2 separate regions of the Cricetulus griseus genome follow, and region 2 is linked to region 1. Evidence: chromatin contacts called from public Hi-C data. All regions are on one chromosome and are shown on one strand. Each heading gives the region's core, a stretch centred on a gene start, on an enhancer-like site or on the middle of the called end of the contact. The rest is flanking DNA. Distances are from core to core; before and after follow the strand shown. Region 1 has its middle 15 kb from the start of Araf. Region 2 holds the start of Elk1 (ETS domain-containing protein Elk-1).

What was found. Hi-C and Micro-C count contacts between places; a contact is called where the count stands out from the background.
Region 2: a Hi-C map of the CHO-K1 cell line shows a contact between it and region 1, with 2.5 times the contacts expected there. The contact joins the promoter of Elk1 here to the enhancer-like site in region 1. A contact is called at or near these places in 2 of 8 Hi-C or Micro-C datasets (the CHL-YN cell line and the CHO-K1 cell line).

What each region holds. Positions count from the first base shown.
Region 1 is chrX:125,684,914-125,689,764 of CriGri-PICRH-1.0, forward strand. No RefSeq gene overlaps it. Among named protein-coding and RNA genes, the nearest start is that of Araf, 15 kb to the right of the region's middle. Within about 2 kb of position 2,523, at least 5 of the 6 cell types and tissues checked have open chromatin away from gene starts, as enhancers often do. A contact at or near this core is called in the CHO-K1 cell line, where this site is marked.
Region 2 is chrX:125,801,149-125,805,999 of CriGri-PICRH-1.0, forward strand. It overlaps Elk1 (ETS domain-containing protein Elk-1), which reads right to left and starts at 2,729. Exons shown (of 6, transcript XM_027432304.2): 1 at 2,555-2,729. It overlaps Uxt (protein UXT), which reads right to left. Exons shown (of 7, transcript XM_027432305.2): 6 at 4,244-4,307; 7 at 3,700-4,062. The coding sequence ends at 4,009.

The sequences.
Region 1 (4,851 bases), core at 1,273-3,772:
TATGAGGTATTTCTCAATGTATGTTCACCAAGCATCTATACATCTGTATCTTTTCAATATATTTTCTAAGCATTTCTTTATCTCTGTATTTTTAAGTATATTTACAGATGAGAATATGAATCTTAGAGGAATAAAAGGAGGATCCTGAGTTTGAGGCTAGCCTAGGCTCAACCTCACCTCCACAACTCAAAAAAGCATAAAAGAAGGGAAAGGATTTTTCATAATTGGCAATTAACAGTCATTAAAGAAACAAGTCCCTTAAATTTAATTATTTGCTATCTTAGGGTTTCTATTGCTGTGGCAAAACACCATGACCAAAAGGCAAGTTGGGGAAGAAAAGGTTTATGGGGCTTACGCTTCAACATTGATGTTCATATTGCAAGAAGTCAGGACGGGAACTCAAACAGGGCAGGATCCTGGAGGCAGAAGCTGATGCAGAGGCCATGGTGGGATGCTGCTTACTGGCTTGTTCCCCATGGCTTGCTCAGCCTTTTTTCTCATAGAACCCAGGACCACCAGCCCAGGGATGGCAAAACCCACAATTTGCTGGGCCCTCCCCCATTGATCACTAATTGGGAATATGCCTTACAGCTGGATCTCAGGGAGGCATTTCCTCAACTGAGGCTCCTTCCTCTCTGATGACTCTAGCTGTGTCAAGTTGACACAAAACCAGCCAGTGCATTTGCTGTGCTTCTGAAGTTTTTGTTGTTCTTCTATTAAGATGTTTCTTTTTGTTTTTCAGTGCTTCAGACCAAGCTCCAGGCCATGCATATGAATCAATTGTTATGACACTGGGGTGTAGATTCAGGCTCTAAGATAATTTTTTAAATGAAAATGACATCAGTGAGTACTTATTGTTCTGCTTGTTATTTTCATTCACTTGGAAATAACACCAGCATCTTTCCAAGTTAATGCATTCCTTTTAATGAATGTGTTTAACAAGCGTGTGAAGTCAATGCAGTGATGTCCTTAATCATTACTCTTTTTAGCTAATAACCTATGTGAGGAGTGAAGAATCAGCCTTACACTAACAATAATAATGTCTAAATATCTGTATTTAGGGTTTCAGACTCACAATCCAATTGTTTTTATGGCATCTTTGCTCAAAATATGGCTGGGGACAAGGGGTTCTACGAAGAAAACTGTTAGAACATGTTGTACACTACCCAGGTAGAATTGAAGTCTGATATTTAAAAAACAAAAGAAAGCAAATTTACAAGTATTTGAAGTAGGAGATAGCTCAGTGGGTAAAGGTATCTGATGCCAAGCCTGGTGGGGAGGGAACAGCTGACTCCTTGGGGTTGTCCTCTGACCTCCACATATGTCCCAAGTTCATTAATAGTCTGAAGATAGTAAAGTTAAGCGTGTTAAAAATCACAGTTTTACTTTTCAGAATGATGGGTCTTTATTTTATTTAAATTAGAAACAGTTTTATTTTACATATCAATCCTTGAGTTCCCTCTCCCTCCCATCCTCCCATGCCCCCAACTGACCCCTATCCCATCCCTCTTCTTCTCCACAGAAAGGGTGAGGCCTTCCATGGGGGAATCATCAACGTCTGTCACATCATTTGGAGCAGGGCCTAGACCCTCTCCCATGTGTCTAGGTTGAGAGAGTATCCCTCTGTGTGCAATGGGCTCACAAAGTTGATTCGTACACTAGGGATAAATACTGTTCCACTATCAGTGGCCCCATAGAATGCCCAGGTCTCCTAACTGGCACCCATGTTCAGGGTGTCTGGAACAATCATATGCTGGTTTCCCAGCTGTCAGTCTGGAGTCCATGAGCTCCCCCTTGTTCAGTTCAGCTGTCTCTGTGTGTTTCTCCAGCCTGGTTTTGACTCCTTTGCTCATCACTCCTGTCTCTCTCTCTGCAACTGGATTCCAGGAATTCGGCTCAATGCTTAGCTGTGGGTGTCTGCTTCTGCTTCCATCAGCTACTGGATGAAGGCTCTAGGCTGGCATATAAGGGAGTCATCAATCTCATTATTGGAAAAGGGCATTTAAGGTAGCCTCTCCACTATTGCTTCTCCACTATTGTTAGTTGGCGTCGACCTTGTAGATCTCTGGACATTTCCCTAGTGCCAGATTTCTCTTTAAACCTATAATGGCTCCCTCTGTTGTGGTATCTCTTTTTTTGCTTTCCTCTAGAATGATGGGTTTTTAAATCACCATTTTAGTCATTCATTTTAAAAGACAAACTTACATTCAATACACTCCATGTGTCACTAACACAAAAGAGAGGGAGAGTGAGCTTTCTAATTTGATCACCCAAATAAATCTAAACTGTTTCCAACTGACATACAAATTTGGATTAATACTTGGTTATTTTTCTTTGGCTCTTAGGGTATTGCCCTTCACTATGACTTATTTCTTTCCAGAAAATTCCCTAGATGGAATTTTGTGCATGGCCCAGCAGAGGGCCCCATTTCCATTTTCTGAGTGACATACAGCACGCACAAAAGCCACTGCAGACAACAATCAGCAAATCAGTGGTGAGGACTGCTGTCCTCCCACATTCCACCCACAGGGCTGGGGCTGATGGGTTCCAGTTCCAGCTGCTGAGCTTGGGACAGATGGTGTCTGCACTTCCTTTTAGTCATGGAGGCGGAGATGATGTGGTTTCTAAGAATAACTAGTGGCTCCGGGAGAGGAGTCCTATTATGTTAAAAGCATGCAAGTAATTTTTGTTGCAGCTTTTATTCCTCTAAGATTCCTATTCTCGTTTTAAAATATACTTAAAAGATATAGAGACATTGAACTACTTGGAAAAACATATTAAAATGACACAATGTATACATCCTTGGTGAATGCACAGTGAGAAACACTTCATAAGTAAATTGAACAAATTACAACTGAGTTTATTACAGTTTGTTTTTATTTTAGTTTTGTTTTGTCTTGTTTTGAGATAAGGTCTTATTATGTATATTCCAGGCTGGCTTAGAACTCATAACCATCCTGCCTCAGCTTCCCAAGTGATGGGATAACAGGCATGTACCACCAACTCAGTTTAATCCTTTCCTCTCACGTTGGCAGGCTCAGAAGTGTGTGTGTGTGTGTGTGTGTGTGTGTGTGTGTGTGTGTGTGTGTGTGTGTGTGTGCATGTTTTGCAGTAATAGAAAGCTGATTAACACATAGATGGAGCACTAGGGACCCAGCCAGGTCTATCCAGATTTTTCTTGGTCTCTATATATAGTATTCTTTCCTTCCAGGGGTAAAACATATCTGAAATGAGGACCCATTAATTCCTATTAAACAAGGTAGATCCTTGAATTTAAGGCCAGCTCCCATATGGAAAGACAAGAGAAGGTTATATTAGTTTTTGCGGCTTGCCTTAGGAAAGTCGAGCAAGAGAAGGGGCAGGGAAGAAGAGAGTACAAAATAATCAACTATCCATATTTTGTAGCAGTGTGTTCGGGGACTGGATGACTAAGGAATTTGTTCTTCAACAAAACCCAGCATCGAGAACATTAAATAATTAAGAGGTGACTCTAGTAGTGGCATGAACTTGTAATCTCTAAACTGAGAGGTGGAGCCAGGATGATTGTGAGTTCAAAGCCAGCCAGGGCTGCACAGAGAGAGGCATTTTGTGTTAGCTTGTCTCAAAAAAAAAAATGGGTGATTTATTTTACTGTATTAAGAGATACTCTTCATTAAATTATATAGTAATTAGAATTAAGAGACAAACCACAAAATTAAAGAAAATAAAAACTCTCTTATTCACAAGTTAAATTGCAAAACAGTATATAAGCAAGGGACTCAACAGGAAAGGGGTAGCATAGGCAACCCATATCTGAAGACATTTCAATTATGGCATACTGTTGTCATTTGGATGAAGTTTGTGTGTATCTCCCAAGGCCTCATGTATTAAATTTTAATTTTCCTCAGGAGAGTGGCTTGATTTTGTTTTTATGCAAATATTTAGGTATCTAGGATTAGGATGATTACAGGTCTTGATGTTGATTCCTAGGTTTGTCTTTGTTGAGTAGGTATTTTGTTTCTGTTTCTCTCTGAATTTTCAGAGTGTGTGATGTCTGTGTGTTGTCTAGTAGGAAATTTTCTTTGGATTTGAGAATTGTGGCCATGGGGGGGGGTTTCCAGGTAAAGTGTTTCTGTGTATTGGAAGCTTCCAGGGATGGGGATAGACTAGGGGTCTGAAGGGGTTCACAGGAGAGCATAATGTACAAGCAGGATCTGCTCGTTTTGTCTCCTTGGAATGGGGGAGACAGGGTAGAGAGGTCAGCCCAGAAGATGTGCTCTAACGATAGGGATGGGGTTAGAAGGTCGGATCTAGAGGAACAGGAGGAGAGGGGAAGATCTACAGACAGCCCCCTTGATTCCCTGGAAGGAGTAGTCTAAGAGTTAGCAGAGAGAGGAAGAGCTTGTGGAAGTTGGGGGCTGGGACAAAGGAACAGTTGGGGCAAGGTGGGGTTAGGAGGGGGAGGTCTGTGGGATCCATAGGAGATGGGAAGGAGGAGAAGGCTGCCACAAGTGTTCAGAGCTTGGATCTGGGGGAGCAGAGGAGGAAGAGAAGATCTGAAGGCAGCCAACCTGGTCCCCTGGCAGACATGGTCTGTGGATTAGCAGGGGGTGTCAGCTGGAGTTGGGGGCTGGGATAAAGCAACAAGTGCTAGAAGAGAGGCCAGAGGAAAGATCCATGGGATCCACAGGAGATGGGGACAGGGGGGCAGGGAATGCTGCAGCTGATGCTTTGTTACAGAGCTAGGGATGAGACTAGGGAATGGACTTGGAGGAGAAGAGGGAATGGTGAAGGTCTTCGGTTGGCTTACCTGTTTCCCTGGCCTGCTCAGCTGGTGTGTTCCCAGGGAATGCCTGCTGGTGTTGGAGGATG
Region 2 (4,851 bases), core at 1,479-3,978, 120 kb after region 1:
TAATTCTTACACTTCCCTTCTTCTTCTTCTGTCTGTCCCATCCCCATACAGGTATCTGGGATACAATTTTCATTTTCAGTTTTGTGACAGGATCTCACTCTGTAGTCCAGGTTGGTCTGAAACTCACTATGCACCCCAGGTTAGCTTTTACTTCCTGAAATCATTCATTCATATATATAATATATATATATATATATATATATATATATATATATCTTCCAAGTATCTACTGTACAGAAGGTACATTTTTAGATGAGGACAGAGAACTGAATAAGCAGATAAAACCTATAAGTCCCCATAGGACCTCCATCCTGAGGAGGAGAGACAGACAATATATGAACTGTATAGCATTTCTAACAGTGACAGAGTAGAAAGGAACAAAGCAAGCAGGGAAGAATGCTGCTGAATGCACAAAATCAGATGGTCAAGGGGAGGGGTGGATGTTGACTATTTTGTTTTCACACAAAAAGTATCCTTTGAAACACTTTTATTCATGTGCCTTTATATAATATATTCTAAGCACCAGTGTGACAAATACATGTTTCACTGAAAGAACACTACCCAGATGCAAAGAAATGAAAACAGTCTCTGAAACATCTTCTATTTGTGCCTCTGTGGCTCTGGAGGCTGTCCTGGAACTCGCTCTTGTAGACCAGCTGGCCTTGAACTCACAGAGATCTGTCTGCCTCTGCCTCTATTTGTGCCTTTCCATATTACCAACATCACATTTCTGTTAATGCATCCTTTTACACTTACTTAAGAATCAAATGGAATTCTTAGAAACATCTGTAGTGTGTTTCCTGCACAGTGTGGTGAAAAAATTCTTTTGGGTATGGTAACTGAATGGGGCCTTGGAAGTTATCATACAGAAATGTGGGAGTAGTGTTAAGGGAGAAAGAAGAGCCAGTGCAAAGGCCCTGAGGTGGGCCTGTACCTGCTGTTTTCCAGAAGCAGTGAAGAACAGGTTGTACTATGGGTCTGAAATAGGGAGGGAAAGGAGGTAAGGTCAGAGAGGTGACTGGTTTAATTAAGTCACATATTTTTTCTCCACACTGGAAATGATTATAGTTCCTGACTCCCCATTTCAGGATAGTACAGGAAGAAAGTAGTTAAGGCATTCATATAAAATCACAGCACTGCTGGGACTGGGGGATGATAGGTTTTGGACCAGTGTGGAATGGAGATAGCTGTTGACAGAAGGAACAGCAGAAACAAAAGCCTGGTAATTTGAACTAATTTGGCTGTTTAAGAATGTGCTCTCATGTGGGATGCAATGAGGTGAGAGGGGGCACTTCACAATGTTCCTTGCTCTAAGTAGTTATTGGACCATTTGTGAGTCAGGTTTTTCATCTCCATATGCCCCAGTTTTCTCAGCTGCCTGTCTCACAGGGCTGTGATGAGGACTAAGCAAGCTGGAGACTATAGAACACTCTGTCTGGTCCACAGCAAGTGTAAAGTGTAAAGGTTATCTCTGACTGTCATTAACATCAGTACCATTACTGTACTTGAGAACTGTAGGAAGGCAAAATGTCTAAGTGGATAAGAATGTCTACGAGAAAACATGTAAACTGTATAGTAAAAGTCCCTGGGTTTCTCACATAACACAGGATCACCTAAGAGATGGGGGCAGGGAAGATTGATTCAACACATGGAGAGGAGGAGGGAAATAAAGTACAAGCCCTATCTTTCTTGGGGAGGGACTGCAAGCACTGGATTCAGAAGGATATGAGAGAATGCAAACACTGAGGTGGCAGGAGGCTGCTGACTACTATGCAATAGCAGAGAAGAGCCATCACATAATGATTAAAACGAGAGACAAGACAATAGACTGGGCCGCCGAAAATTAAAAAAAAAATATATATATACAAAGCACCAAACTGACCCATTGTTAAAAGGAAGCAGCCCAAAGGCTGGAGTCTACCAATAAGGGAGAAAAGTTAGGGCAGTGTTAGCTAGAGGGATGTGAATGCAAGCATGCAGACTAATCCAGAGTAAGATGGGGGCAGCGGGAGGACGTGGGTAAAGTCATGGGTGTATGCACTGGGGAAATCAAGGGGGCAGAAATAAAAACTCAGGTGGACTCACTGTTAAACAAATATGGGGTCTCTGGAGGGGGTACAGCGCCACAGATTGACGACAACGAAACATGAGGGGCTCAATAAAGAAGGCCACAGAGGATCCCCTTAAAGTTGAGGCTAAGGAGACATGCAAACACTTTAGAAGCAGCTACTACTAAAGGAAGACTGGACAATTTAACAGACTTATTCCCAGTAAGTGGGGGTTGGGGAGGGCAAGACCACGGACGAGTCCATTAAGTTGGGGTGAGGAAAAACAAGCTCGCAGACAGATCCATTATACAGAGATAGCAGGAGGTTAGGCCACGCTCAGATCCACTATAAGGGGCAAAGGAGCTGGCAATGCACACACAGGGGAAATCAGTTGGTGGCAGTGGAGCCAAACACCGGCAGGCTGGGCCAAGCCACATCCCCTGCGCGGGGGCGAGGATACATGGGGTCACGGACGGGGCCCTCCACCTTGAGGGCCTGGGGCTCACCTGCGTGTGGCGCGGCGGTGGCAGCGGCAGCTCCGGGGGGCGGGGGCTCCATACGAGGCCCCACCGCCCCCCAGGCCCGAGTTCTAAGGCGGCGGCGGCGGTGGTAGCAGCGGCGGGAGCAGCAGCAGTGGTGGTGGCGGCGGCAGCACCCAAAAGCCGCCCCTGCGTTTCCCCAACGCTCACGTGGGCCCTCAGGGGAGGAGCCGAGCGCCCTGCTACTCGCTGATTGGCCAAAAAGTCAAGGATGTAGGCAAAGCTTTGGGGCCTGGTGGTGGAATCCTAACAGAGCTGTGACATGATTGGCTTGAAGGGGATTGATGGGCTGCAGATGGCCAACTAGAGAGGTATTGGGCGGCACTAGTGCTTCACCCTGATTGGGTCAAGGAGGACTTGTAGCCAAGTGGGCAAGTGCCAAGGTTGGGGGGTGGGGGTGGGGAGCGCGCCTGGTTCATACCGATTGGCCTAAATGAGATTGATGGCAGACAGACAACCCCAGAGGATAAAGGGGCGGTGGATGGGCTCTGCTTTCAGCTGATTGGTAGAGACACCGAGACAGCTGCCAAAACACCAAAGTAGGTGGTGCTGCACACCATGTGGTTCAGCGGAAACAGGACTTATTTAGAACAGGGAATAGCAGCAGGGTAGGGCTTGACTCTATGTAGGAGGGTAGGGTAACGCTATGGTAATTAGCTAGGCAAGACGAATTTAGAATTCAGCAGAGGTAGGAGGCCAGATATACAGGGGAGTTGAGGGGTGGAAATGAACTGTCTGCAAGGGCAGGCTTAGGCTGCAGCCTGAGTTATAAGGGTGGAACTTGGCTCTTAGTTATCTAAGACTGGACTCTAGGTTATAGGCCCTGTAGCAAGAAGGGCAGGATCTGTGCCTTTTGGTGGAAACTAGATCTATTTAGAACTCTTGGAACCATTTAGGGAACAAATCAAGGTTGTGAAAGAGAGACAATAAACCTTAAGATCTGAAGTAAAGGGCTAATGGCCATGGAAACAAATCACTTTGAATTGACACTTTTAAAATTCATTTCAAGGGTCTCATGATCTTCCTGCCTACTCCTGATCCCACTCAGGTAGACCTATGAATTTAGCACTTCATGTGTGATAGGCACTCTACCAATTGAACTTCATCCCCAGTCCATGAATTGGTTCATTGTTTATAGTAATACAAAGGGCACAGATACAAATATCTAGGAAAAGAATTAAAAGTGTGAGGAGGTGGGTCGAAGTCTACAAAATAACAAAAAAGGGCAAAGCATAAAGTCATGTGGAAAATACAAATTGGAGGCAAGATCTCTAGAGTGTTTTAGAGGTTCTACAGAAAGGATGGGTCTTCCAGTAACTTTGGTCTCCAGGGCACTTAGTCAATCAGTGAGTTAGGGGGAAAAGAAAGGCTATGTGATTCCAAGGCATTCAGGCTCTTTAATATTAGATGGGATGAAGCAGTCAATGGGGAGATGGCTCTGGGAAATTCTGCAGGCCTTGTAGTTCTCTAAGTCCCTGTAAAAGAGGACAAAGTAGACTGAACAGAGGCTGGGTCCAGGTTCTGCCCCAGGTTTGCTCTGTTTTTTACTCCCATGGCTTCAGTTTAGAAGGAAAGATGACCCCTCCCTTCTTTAGCTTTCTCTCAGGTTATCACCCTAAAATATTTAAAGGGTAAAGTGGAGTGAGCTGTTCTCACCTCTAGCATCATGTGGATATGGGCCTTGATATTCATGGAGTCCTTGGTGAGGCTGTCGCTGAGCCTAGAAAAAAGGAACAAGAAAGGGCAAGGTGGGCCCTACTTAGGCTTATGAGGATGACTCTTCCTCATCACTTCAAGAAATGCTTGCATCCTGGATAACTTCCACGTGGCCTGCTCCTATGCAGAGATGTCTGGATACTTGGAATTTCCCCATTTAAAAATTGAGGACAATAGGGCCAGTGAGATGGCTCAGTGGGTAAAAGGGATTACTGTCAAGTTTGACAACTTTAGTTCAATCCCCAGGACCCACATAGTGGAGGAAAGAATTGACTTCCAAAAGTTGATCTCTTACCTTCACATTACACTCAAAAAATGTAGTAACATTTTTTTTAACATTAAGAGGAAGAGGGAAAGGGGGGGAATATGGGTTCTATAAATATGATCAAACTCCACCTGAAAAAAAGTGTCTTTATGAAACCCATCATAATGACTATATGATAATAAAAAGTAAAGATTATTGAATGCCCTTTGTATTCCAGGCAGCTTTAAATATTGGAGAAATAACAGCAGAAACAGCAGTAAATGAAACAAAATTCTTGGTCTCC